2 separate regions of the Mus musculus genome follow, and region 2 is linked to region 1. Evidence: chromatin contacts called from public HiChIP or PLAC-seq data. All regions are on one chromosome and are shown on one strand. The core of a region is the stretch at or near the end of the contact, and the rest is flanking DNA. Distances in the headings are between cores, read along the strand shown.

Evidence for each region. HiChIP or PLAC-seq counts read pairs in DNA pulled down with a chosen protein or histone mark.
Region 2: a BATF HiChIP or PLAC-seq map of CD8 T cells shows a contact between it and region 1, with 5 read pairs. The contact joins two enhancer-like sites. A contact is called at or near these places in 1 of 15 datasets of contacts at CTCF or cohesin (CD8 T cells), 7 of 484 Hi-C or Micro-C datasets (CD8 T cells, Th1 cells, bone marrow-derived macrophages and 4 more) and 4 of 115 datasets of contacts at active chromatin or transcription factors (CD8 T cells, the HPC-7 cell line, bone marrow-derived macrophages and 1 more).

The regions. Positions count from the first base shown.
Region 1 is chr10:66,948,070-66,953,773 of GRCm38.p6, reverse strand. No RefSeq gene overlaps it. Among named protein-coding and RNA genes, the nearest start is that of 1110002J07Rik, 31 kb to the right of the region's middle. Within about 2 kb of position 3,138, at least 14 of the 459 cell types and tissues checked have an H3K27ac peak or open chromatin away from gene starts, as enhancers often do. A contact at or near this core is called in CD8 T cells and bone marrow-derived macrophages, where this site is marked.
Region 2 is chr10:67,045,052-67,050,831 of GRCm38.p6, reverse strand. All of the region lies in intron 2 of Reep3 (receptor accessory protein 3), which reads left to right. Among named protein-coding and RNA genes, the nearest start is that of Gm31763, 43 kb to the right of the region's middle. Within about 2 kb of position 1,786, at least 116 of the 459 cell types and tissues checked have an H3K27ac peak or open chromatin away from gene starts, as enhancers often do. A contact at or near this core is called in CD8 T cells and bone marrow-derived macrophages, where this site is marked.

The DNA of each region.
Region 1 (5,704 bases), core at 1,889-4,388:
AGGTTGGGCCTTTAGGCTTCTTGATCCTTCTTTTTACTAACAAGCGCTTCTGTGAATATTTTTGTCCTGAGTTCCCTGTTAACATGGACTTTCATGGAGTTTCCCTTTGATGTTTATGCACAAAGAATTCCGCTGGGTGGTAACATTTAGACATGACAGTAAATATTTCAAATTTCCTTAAATAATTATCACTGCTGCTACCAGTGTGGAAAGTTCCCCCAGGCTGCAGATTCTTATCGATTACAGGTCCTGTCAGACTTGTTAACGTTGGCTAATCAAATGTGTGTAAAATCTGTCCTCCTGATTTTCAGTTTCGTTTGCCTGCGACCGCAGAGAGAGAAAACGCTGGCAATGCAGGTTTCCTGTTCTATGGCTTGTCTGCTCATAGTCTTGTCTGTTTTACCTCTAAAATGAAAGTATAACAGACAAGTTTTTTAAAAATAGCTTTTCTTCTTTTCTGACCTCAAATCTAAGCTAAGGTGAGTTGCTGCATATCTACATCTTTAACATTTGTTCCCCAATTCAAGTTACATAAATTTTAATAGCTAGACATGAAAGAAAATATAAAGCCTAAGGCATAAAAATAAGCATACATATCATAAATATATAATTTAATTGTCACCATCCCACCCAACTTAGCTTTTTAAAAATTAATTAATTAATCTATTTCTTTCTTTATTTACATCCCAAATGCTGCCCCTCTCCCTGTGTAGGCATGAATCTTAAGGAGATAGTTCAACAAATATTTATAAATGAATGTAATTATGTAGGCATGTGTCCTTTGATGTATTTTTAAAGGCAGTCCAATTAATAAGTGTTTCCTGGGGCTGGGTGCTTGCCTCGCCCCCACAAAGTCCTCTGTTTGATCCCTCAGGTACTCTTGTAATCCCAGCATTTGGGAGGTGGAGGCAGGAGGATAGGAAATTAGGATCACCCTTGACTATGTCACAAATCTGAGATTAGCTTGAGCTACAGCAGACCTTGCTCCAAATCAGTTGACAAATAAACCAAGCAAGCAAGCAATCGATAGAGCATTCCCTAATGTTTTTCGGCTGTGTTTTTGCTGAAGAACATGTCTGTATTCTAACAGCATAAACCCATTTTCTTACTTTCCTTCTAAACATTTAAAGTTTTAGCTCTTCTTAAAAAAGATTTATTTATTTGTTTTATGTATGTGAGTACACTGTAGCTGTCCTCAGACACACCAGAAAAGGGCATCAGATCCCATTACAGATGGCTGTGAGTCACCATGTGGTTGCTGGGAATTGAACTCAGAACCTCTGGAAGAGCGGTCAGTGCTCTTAACTGCTGAGCCATCTTTCCAGTCCTAAAGTTTCAGTTCTCTCTCTCTCTCTCTCTCTCTCTCTCTCTCTCTCTCTCTCTCTCTCTCTCTCTCTCTCTCTCTCTCTCTCTCTCTCTCTCCTTCGTTTTTAGAGACAGAGTCTTGTGTAGTCCTAATACCTCTTCCTCCGTGCTAGTATTATAAGCATCTATCCCCAAACCCTGAAAAGATTTAGCTGTTTACATATCACGACTGTGAGATTGTTTTGTGCAGGGAGGGGGGGTTGGGGTGGGGTGGGGTGGGGCAGAGAGTCCAAAGTAGCGTTCCACCTCGTTCCTTACAGATAACCATTCTTTAAAGCATCGTGGGAGCACACTGCTCACTACCTCTGACCTAACGCTCCACCTTCCTTTCTGAGTGGTCCTGGTGATTGACAGGCAAGGACTGTATCGCTGAGTTACATCTCTAACTCAGTCAATCACCTTCGTTCATCAAGACTGCGCACATGTGTGGGTCTTCTCTCTGGGCTCTAAAGGATACCCATGGATTTGTCTAGCTTAGCATGTGATGAAGAAAACGTATCTTTGTATCAGGTCCCTCCAGCCTCATGGCTGGGATACTTGGAACAAAAGACAAACGGACGTAAAACAAGCATACGCATTCACTTAATATGTTTGCCACACGCAGGGGCCTTTGGAGAAGACTGGAAGAAACAGCAACATTTCTCCATTAAAAAAAATTTTTTTTTTAGATTTATTTATTTATTGTGTGTGAGTGTTTTGTCTGCATGTACATGTGTGGACCATGTGAATGCCTGTGGAGATCAGAAGAGGGGATTGGATCCAGAGAGTTGCTATCCATGTGGTTGCTGGAAACCGGAAGTGGGCCTTCTGCAAAGAGCACCCAAGGCTGTTAACCACTAAGCCACCCCTCCAGCTGGAAGCCTCTGTATTTTAGTGCTCAGTAGATTCGACTTAGTCTTGCAGAAGTATGGCGAGACAGCGGGGGTACCATCCGATGCTACAGACTAAGGGAAATGTAGCAGGCTTGCTTGTTTGGATTTTTTTTTTCTCCTTCAAGACAGAGTTTCTCTGTGTAGTCATAACTGTTCTGAAACTCGTTCTGTACAACAGGCTGCTCTGCTTCTACTACCCGAGTGCTGGAATTAAAGGAGTACACCACCATATTCTGCTCTTGTTGAAGCTTCTGTGAGTGTCTATAAGATAAGGATGCTCCTTTCCTTTGGCTCCAAGGAAGACACGCAGGAAAGAAGGTGCAGTGCCCTACTTCAGGGGACAGTGGCTTTCCTGCTCCTGCAGCTTGGGAGTTGAGCGAGCTCATTAGCACCAATACCCATAGTTTCAGTTGATTTAACTGGATTACAAAATTGGTCATCGGGTTTAGGCAGAAAGCATGTTTTGGTCCATAAGCTCCCAGCTGTGTAATAAAGATGGGAAGACAGGCTCTGAACCGCAAGCTCAGGTTGGTACGGAAGAACCTGCACCAGGTTGCTGGTCACAGGGTCTAGCCCTGGCTCCGTCCCACCTGGTTATGGGACCAAGTGTCTGGCCTTTGGCTGCATGGAAGTATATGACTTTGGCTATCTAGGGTCCCTGTGCGTTCATGACTCTGTCCTTTCAACCCTCAACCCTCTGTCCCACAGACCAAGGCAGGCTATAGAATTCATCACCCAAAGGAGTGTGTTCAACTTTTAATTTATTCTTGTGTTTGAAGGCTAACTGTATTGTGATTTCCCCTTCCATTTAAAACCTTCTCAGATCTTGCTCAGCAGAAAGCCAGCTGTCCCCGACTTCTCTGAAAGGCCTCCTCTGGCTTGTTCAGACTTTTCTAGAACTGAGATTTCAGTTGACCTCATTCTCACTGGAGGAATGCATCTTCCTCTTTCAGAAGGGATGATTCTGGGTACTGATATGGTGGAGATGGGTTCGTCTGAACAGGGAGCCTCACCTACCCAGCCTGTATAGGGCATGTCCGGTCTGTACGAAGGAACTCAGTCCAATGGTGGCATTACACTAGCATTGCCTAATGGAAGAACTTCATTTACTCACGGATACTCACAAAATAAGTACTTAGTTAGATGATGACTGCACAGCTGTTCACATTAATGAAGAGTTAATTTTTGTTTTCTTTTATAATGAGCCCCCCTCCTGCCCCTCCCTCGCTCCCTCCCTCTCTCTTTTCTTGCTTTTTAAAGAAATTTAATTTTTAAAAAAATTTATGTCCATTGGTGTTTTGTCTGCATGTATGTCTGTGTGAAGGTATCGGATTCCTTGAAACTGGAGTCACAGACATGAACCACCATATGAGTGCTGGGAATCAAACCTGGGTCCCTCTGGAAGAGCAGCCAGTGTTCTTCATTGCTGAGCCATCTCTCCAGCCCGCCATCCTTTCCAGTCTCATTTCAGCAGGGTATCAGGTAACCCAGACTGGCCTCAAATTTGTTCTATAGCCAAGGATGGCCTCGAACCCCTAATCATCCCGTCTCTACATCCTGAGTGCTGAGATGACAGATGTGTGCTTTCCACGTGTTGTGTCTGCAGTGCTGGGGTTAGGAACAAGGGCTTTGTGCACATTAGACAAGTGAATGACATCCCAGCCCTCTCTGGCAAAACGGATTTAATGAAAGGATTTTCAAAGTTAGAAAGGATCTGACAAAGCTACTCAAATCTACTTTTGTGTATATATTTGTGGTGTGTGTGTGTGTGTGTGTGTGTGTGTATGTGTGTGTGTGTGTGTGTGTGTGAGAGAGAGAGAGAGAGAGAGAGAGAGAGAGTATGCACCATGTGTGTCCACGTTATGTGTCTTCCCCTAACACTCTCCACCTTACATTTTGAGACAGAGTCTCTCACTGAACCTGATGACCACTGAACGGCTGTCCAGCAACCCTAGGGTTCTGCCTGTCTCCATCTCTGTCCCCTGCCCTATAGGACTAGATTAAAATTATATAGAAAGGGGATTGTTTATTTAGAACAGAAAAACAACAACATCAAGTGATGGCATTTAGAGATTCCCGTCCTTTTTTTCTGAGATCTCTTTGGGCAATTTGGTGGAAGTATATTTAATAATGTTTCCATGTTTGCTTTAAAATAACCTAGAAATTCGATAACTCTAACTGACCATAACACCTGCTCTGACTTCAGCTTTTGTCAAATCTGTGTCGAGGTATGTATGTATGTATGTTGTCTAGGTATGTATGTATGTATGTTGTCTAGGTATGTATGTATGTATGTGTCTAGGTATGTATGTATGTATGTTGTCTAGGTATGTATGTATGTATGTTGTCTAGGTATGTATGTATGTATGTGTCTAGGTATGTATGTATGTATGTGTCTAGGTATGTATGTATGTATGTGTCTAGGTATGTATGTATGTATGTGTCGAGGTATGTATGTATGTATGTTGTCTAGGTATGTATGTATGTATGTGTCTAGGTATGTATGTATGTATGTATGTGTCTAGGTATGTATGTATGTATGTGTCTAGGTATGTATGTATGTATGTGTCTAGGTATGTATGTATGTATGTGTCTAGGTATGTATGTATGCTAGGTATGTATGCTTGTCTTCTCACCAGTTCTCTAAGAGTGATCCAAGAATTATGTTCCACGGAGCACAGAAAATGAAGGCCTCCGGACTTCTTATTTATGTCACAATTAAAGACAGATATCACTTTTATCATATATGTGTGTATATATATATAGCAGATAAAAAATAAAGGCAAATTAAAATTTGTAACCTAATGTGTGTAACACACCAGAGTGGTCCTTGGAAGGAAATCTGTGTGGCTCTTCAGGGTCAAGCATCCTACCCAACAGGACAAGACATCTACATTTGATCGCTTCTACCTCCCCCATAGTTTCTAAAAGCTCAACTCTTCAGGCCTAAGGCAGAATATAAAAAAAAAAAAAAAAAAAAAAAAAAAGAGCTAGGACTGGAGAGATGGCTCAGCAGTTAAGAGCACTAGCTGCTCTTCTGAAGGTCCCAAGCTCAAGTCTCAGCTACCACATGGTGGCTCACAACAATCTATAAATAGGATCTGATGCCCTCCTCTGGTGTGTCTGAAGACAGCTACAGTGTATTCATAAAGATGAAATAAATAAATAGCTGGACAGTGGTGGCGCATGCCTTTAATCCCAGCACTTGGGAGGCAGAGGCAGGCAGATTTCTGAGTTTGAGGCTAGCCTGGTCTACAGAGTGAGTTCTAGGACAGCCAGGGTTATACAGAGAAACCCTGTCTTGAAAAACCAAAAAAAAAAAAAAAACTTTAAAAAAAGAGAATTCTTAAAAAAATAAAGAGTTAGTAGGACCATTCCCCAAGTCCCCAGAGGTAGAGCTCAGAAGCACAGAGTATCTCTGTCAGGATAATAGTCTCCCCCCTTAGAGAGCTCTCCTAACAAAAGTA
Region 2 (5,780 bases), core at 537-3,036, 98 kb before region 1:
GACAGGGTTTCTCTGTGTAGCCCTGACTGTCCTGAAACTCACTCTATAGACCAGGCTGGCCTCGAACTCAGGGATCTGCCTGCCTCTGTCTCCCGAGTGCATCACCACTGCCTGGCTTAAGATTGGTACTTTTTAAAGGTGTGACTATCTTTTCTCTCTTTCTCTCTCTCTCTCTCTCTCTCTATCTATCTATCTCTATCTCTCTCTCTCTCTCTCTCTCTCTCTCTCTCTCTCTATTTCTCTCTGTGTGTTTTGAATCCTCTGGAGGTGTGTGTGTCAGAGACAGAGAAATTGCAGGCATGTGGGCCTTCGATCTCTCTGGGTTGGTTCTTTCTACCTTGTTCCTGAGGTAGGGTCTATATTGGTTGTGTCACTGGGCTATGAACTCTGGGCTGGCTTGACTGTGAGGCTCTGGCTCATTCTGCCATCTCTGACTCCCAGATCACAGTAGGAGTGCTGGAATTACAGATGCACCCCACTGCATCCGACTTTATACCTGGATTCTGGGACTGAACTCTGGTCTTCAGACTTGCACCCTCGGAACCATCTTACCGGCCCCTCCAGAGAGATTCGCATCCACAGCTAAGGGGAGGATATTGACGATTTTTAAAATGTTATATGTAAATATACTTTTCTCTCTCTCCCCTATGCAGAATCTAGATGTAACTCTGCGGTGTGTAAGTTTGTGATGAGAAATAAATAAATAGCCTTTTTAAGGGAGGAAGGAAACTGGGAGAGGAAGCAAGAAAAGGTCCTGGAGTAAACGAACAAAGTATGAAAGCAACACCGTGAGTCCCATTAGCTCAATAAAAAGGAGGTTGCTGGCCAGACGTGATGGCACACATCTTTAACCCCAGGACTCAGGAGGCTGAGGCAGGTGGATGTCCGTGAGTTCAAGGCCAGCCTAGCCTACCAAGCAAGTTCCAGGATAGTCAGGACTACATAGAGACCACATGGGGAGGTGGGGGGGGGGGTGGAGTGGGGGGAGTGAGGGTGAAATAAAGAGAAGAAAGTGTTCCTTGGGCAGACTTCCACCACCTACAGTGTACCAAATCGTGCTTCTTAAAGTTACAATTAATTCAGCCGGGCGTGGTGGCGCAGGCCTTTAATCCCAACAATGGAGAGGCAGAGGCAGGCGGATTTCTGAGTTCAAGGCCAGCCTGGTCTACAGAGTAAGTTCCAGGACAGGCCAGGGCTACACAGAGAAACCTTGTCTCGAAAAAAAACAAAACAAACAAAACAACAACAACAAAAGTTACAATAAGTTCTTATATACAGTTGGGTACTGACAAGTTATTTGTTTTAGGAACATATGAATCGATTAACAACGTGGACTACAAGGAACAGGTTTTAACACAGTTAACCACACAATACAAGTTGAGTCAGACTTCCTCTTGGTTTCCATGTTTTGAGGCTGGCCTGGTGTCTGTGGGTGAGGCTTCCCCTTTGGTAGCCACCCTTCGTGCTGTGGGCTTTCCTCTAGAGCCGTGGTTCTCAACCTGTGGGTTGCGACCCCTTTGGCAAACCTCTTTCTCCAAAAATATTTACGTTACGATTCATAACTGTGGCAAAGTGACAGGAAGGTGCAACAAAAATAATATTATGATGGGGGGGGGGGGTTTGTCACCACAACATGAGTAACTGTGTTAAAGCGTTGTAGCATTAGGAAGGTTGAGAACCACTGTCCTTAGAATCTTGGCCCAGACTCCAGGTAGACTCAGTGTGGCCCTTCGTTCCCTCTCTCTGACTGAGATGCCTGTGGAATGGTACCGCCCCTTGGGGTGACTCAGATGAGAAAAGTAGTGATCTGAGATGTTGAAATGCAAAGGAAGAGAGAAACGCGGGTACAGCCTACAGATGTACCAGGTTCATCTCCAAGATGGCCAAATGACCCACTCTAGTGTCAGGGATTGGCTGCTCCCCCACCCCCACCCCCACCCCCACCCCCACCCCCTTTAAAGCCTGAGAAGTTCTGTACGGTGTTAAACAAGGCAGTGTCTCTTATAACTCTGTATTATCCCAAATAAATCAAGAGGACTTTAAACAAAGGGGGTGGGGGTGAAGCATGAATTCTCAGCCGACGGGGATGGAAAAGTCTTGGGGCAGAGAAGTCGTTCGTTCTTCCCTTCCCTTGTGCTCCTGGGAGTGGTTTCCTGGATGCTGGCCCTAAGTTTTGCATCTTGTTTTCAACACTTTTTAAATTAATTGTCGTTTTGAAAGGTTTCTGCACTTTTCCTTCTCCCAGGTTTCTCGGACACCGAGGAGATCAGGGATGAGACACACAGGGCTACGTCTGTTTCCATACCAGACACACATGCCTTAAGCACAGCTCTGTCCTTCAGAGCCACTGGGTCTTCTGTAGGGCCTGGGGCGGCTAGAACTGGAAACTGCAGGTTACTCATGCTGCTGTGGGTTCACTGTGGGACTGTGGAACTCCCACCCAGGAGTCATGGTAAATGCGACAGCAATTAAAACACCCACGTGAGACACAGTGGGCAGAGATCCACCTCCAAACAGAGGAAGCCCAGCGCTAGACCATTGTAAACCAACATTCCGTCTACGTTCATCAATGATGGCCAGGGCTGGAAAGATGGCTCTGCAGGTAAATAAATGCCCTTGCAGGTGACCTAAGTTCAATCCCAGGAGCCCGTGTCAAGGGACGAGGACAGAGCAGACAGACTCCACGTGTTCACACGCAGGCTCTGCCCATGTTAAATCTGTCTTGAAAGCTAGCTTATTTTCTACCGTGCCTCTAACTTGGCACAGCTCTGAGAAACATCCCATGGCACAGCCATCTGGGTTGAATAAAAGAGGGAGGGTTTTTTTGTTGTTGGTTTTTTGGTTTTTTTTTCCAATTTGATTTCTCACATTTTGTTCCTCTTTGTTTTAAAGGGGGAGAAAATTGTTGTGAAATAACCAAATTATTGCATAATTGTTCACGAAACAGAAGAGATCTTTTTCAGCTCTCTGCCATTTCTAAGGAACCCTCATCTGAGAATTTCTCCATATCCCCTCCCCCCCGCCACCCCCTCACCCCCCCCCAGTACTCAGTGTCCACAAGCGCTCTGGGAGAACTGACTCAACCAAGAAGCTAATAATGGCCAGAAAATAAAGTTCTCTTTGGGTGGTCTGAAATCTAGCAGTGTTTATTTCTTTTCAGATTCAGCAAAGTTTGGGGGTTTTATTTGTTGTTTTGTTTTGTTTTTAGCCCTTCTTTTTTCCCCATTGGAGCATATTTTAGCATTTATGATCTGAGTTTTACTTCATCTAATTGAAATCATTAGGCACAAATGAGGGAGGTTGGTTGGGGGGGGGTTGGTTTTTTTTTGTTTTTTTTTTAAGACCAGCATTAGTAGCTTTATAAGTCAGTGAATCTGTAGTTCCAAAAAAGGTGCAGAATTTCTTGGTTTTGTTTTGTTTTTTTCGAGACAGGGTTTCTCTGTGTGTAGCCCTTGCTGTCCTGGAACTCACTCTGTAGACCAGGCTGGCCTCGAACTCAGAAATCCGCCTGCCTCTCAGAATTTCTTTATGTCTTGATAATGTGGAATATAATTGACAAAATAATTCTTTTTTTCCGTATGCTATAGACTGCCACTTGCAACTCATAGTTAATTATTTAAGTATTATCAGTTAAGACCTGACTTTCTTTTTCATTTTGGTTATTATTGTTGTGTGTGCACGCTTGATGTGTATATGTGTGGACACATACTGCCTTAGTCAGCGTGTGGTAGTCATAGGACAACTTCATAGAGTCCGTCTCCTCTCTGTCCACCATCATGTGGCTTCCAAGGATGGACCTCGGGTCATTGGGCTTTCCCTACAAGGCAGGGGCTTTACTGACTAGACACTTCCCTTCTCACCGGATGGATACCAGACCTTACATTTTAAGATAGAACCCAGGCTGGCAACTCCCATAATCCCAGTGCTCAGAAAGGCTGCCACTACTCCTAGGCTACAACCGTAGTTGAGGTCCATGCCAGCCTGGCCTATAGATCTTCCCCCAGAAAGCAGAAATTGTTGAGTAGGATCGTTCTGTGTCCGCTTCACTAGGCATGGGTCCTGGGAACATGGTGGACAGGACAGGCTTCATCTCTTCCTCCTGTTTCAGTGAAATGGCTGAGGCAGGTGTTATATAAGCCAACTACAGTGCACAGATTTATGTATGACCTTTTCGGGGGTGGGGGACGGGAGGGAGGAGCCAATAACTAGGAGAGCCTTTCCCTTGTCATTCAGACAAAACAGTGAATAACACATAGTCTATGAGGATTTTAGTAGTTATATGTGGATTAAACTCTCTATTCTAATTATATGTCTTCTTCTATTCATACCCTACCATGAGAGCTCCCTTGGAGCCGGAGAACCTTGTGATAACAGCTTGTGATTCTCTCATGTCAAACTCTGTGCACAATAGACCTGGGGTAATATTTGTCAAATCAACTTATCAGCTCCATTTTTTCTAATCACACACTGTAAGTTTGTACAGTTGTATCACTGAACACATTATCATCGTTGCTATTATGATACCACTCTAGTACCGACATAACAAGAACAAGTTATATAAAGGAACAATATAAGAAAAAAAAAACATTTCTTAGTTAACACATTCCCATTATCCATGGCTCTTAAAACACATAGCATATGAGGTGATCTCTCCCTGACCCTCACCACACCCCACCTACACCCCTACCCTGCCCCCACCCTCACCTCAGGCTCACCCTCAACCGCCACCTACACTTCTACCCTCTACTCCACCTCTACCTCCATGTTTTCCGGCTGTGTCCTGATATTCCTGCTTCCAGTTTCTGCAATGGGACTGGGGAGGGAGGCTTCACAGTACGGGGGCTTCCAGTGCTCTGTTTGTTTATCCTGGGATCTTCATAAAAATGCTTTTTTGGTTTGTTTTGCTTTTTCCTGAGGATGTAGAGCATAAAACTTCTTTTGTTGAAAAAATGTTAAAAGACCCATGAAATGGACCCACTTCTCTTTCAGGGTCAGGATCATGTAAATGAGTTCTCATTAAATGGAGCATGGTCTCCTGATAGTACGTTTTGCCTCTGGGCGTGTTCATTTTACTGTATTGCTCGGGCTTTAAATGTCCTCTAATTCCTCCGGGAGAGGGAAGCTAAGCACTCCATCACATGACTGTCTGGATTTTTGAAATGCTGAGGCTTATCAAAACCTTATGGATTTGTAGCAATAATAAAGGGAGTGCTGGCTCGCCGTCAGGGAACGTCTGCCCGTGTACCGTGTCACCGGAATGTCACTTTAGGTGCTGTGGTTTCATATCACAGATGACTCTCTAATCTTTCAAAGAACTTGCCTAATTAGGGGGCTTATTGCCTTGGCAAGTGAATTTCTTTTGACATCTGAATGATGCTGAGGTTGTGTTCAGGCTGAGGATGTAGCTCAGAGGTACATCCAGAGGAGGACAGAGCAAAAGAGAGCGAGAGACCAAAATGTCTAGATTAAATGGAGGAGAAAGAGCCTCTGGGGGAAGGGCAGCCAAGCCCCTGGGCTGGAAAATTTAGGGGCGGGATATGCCAGGTAGGGACTGAGGGATGCTGGGAGAACCTGGAGGCCTGGTTTGATTTGGTTATGTAAAATATACACCTCAGTCCCTTGTCCCAGGGTCCAAAACCAATCACTTTTTAAAAAGATTTTTGAGATAGGGTCTCTCTCTCTCTCTCTCTCTCTCTCTCCTTCTCTCTCTCTCTGTGTCTGTGTGTCTGTGCCTGTGTCTGTGTCTGTGTCTGTCTCATTCTTTCTGAACCCATAGCTAA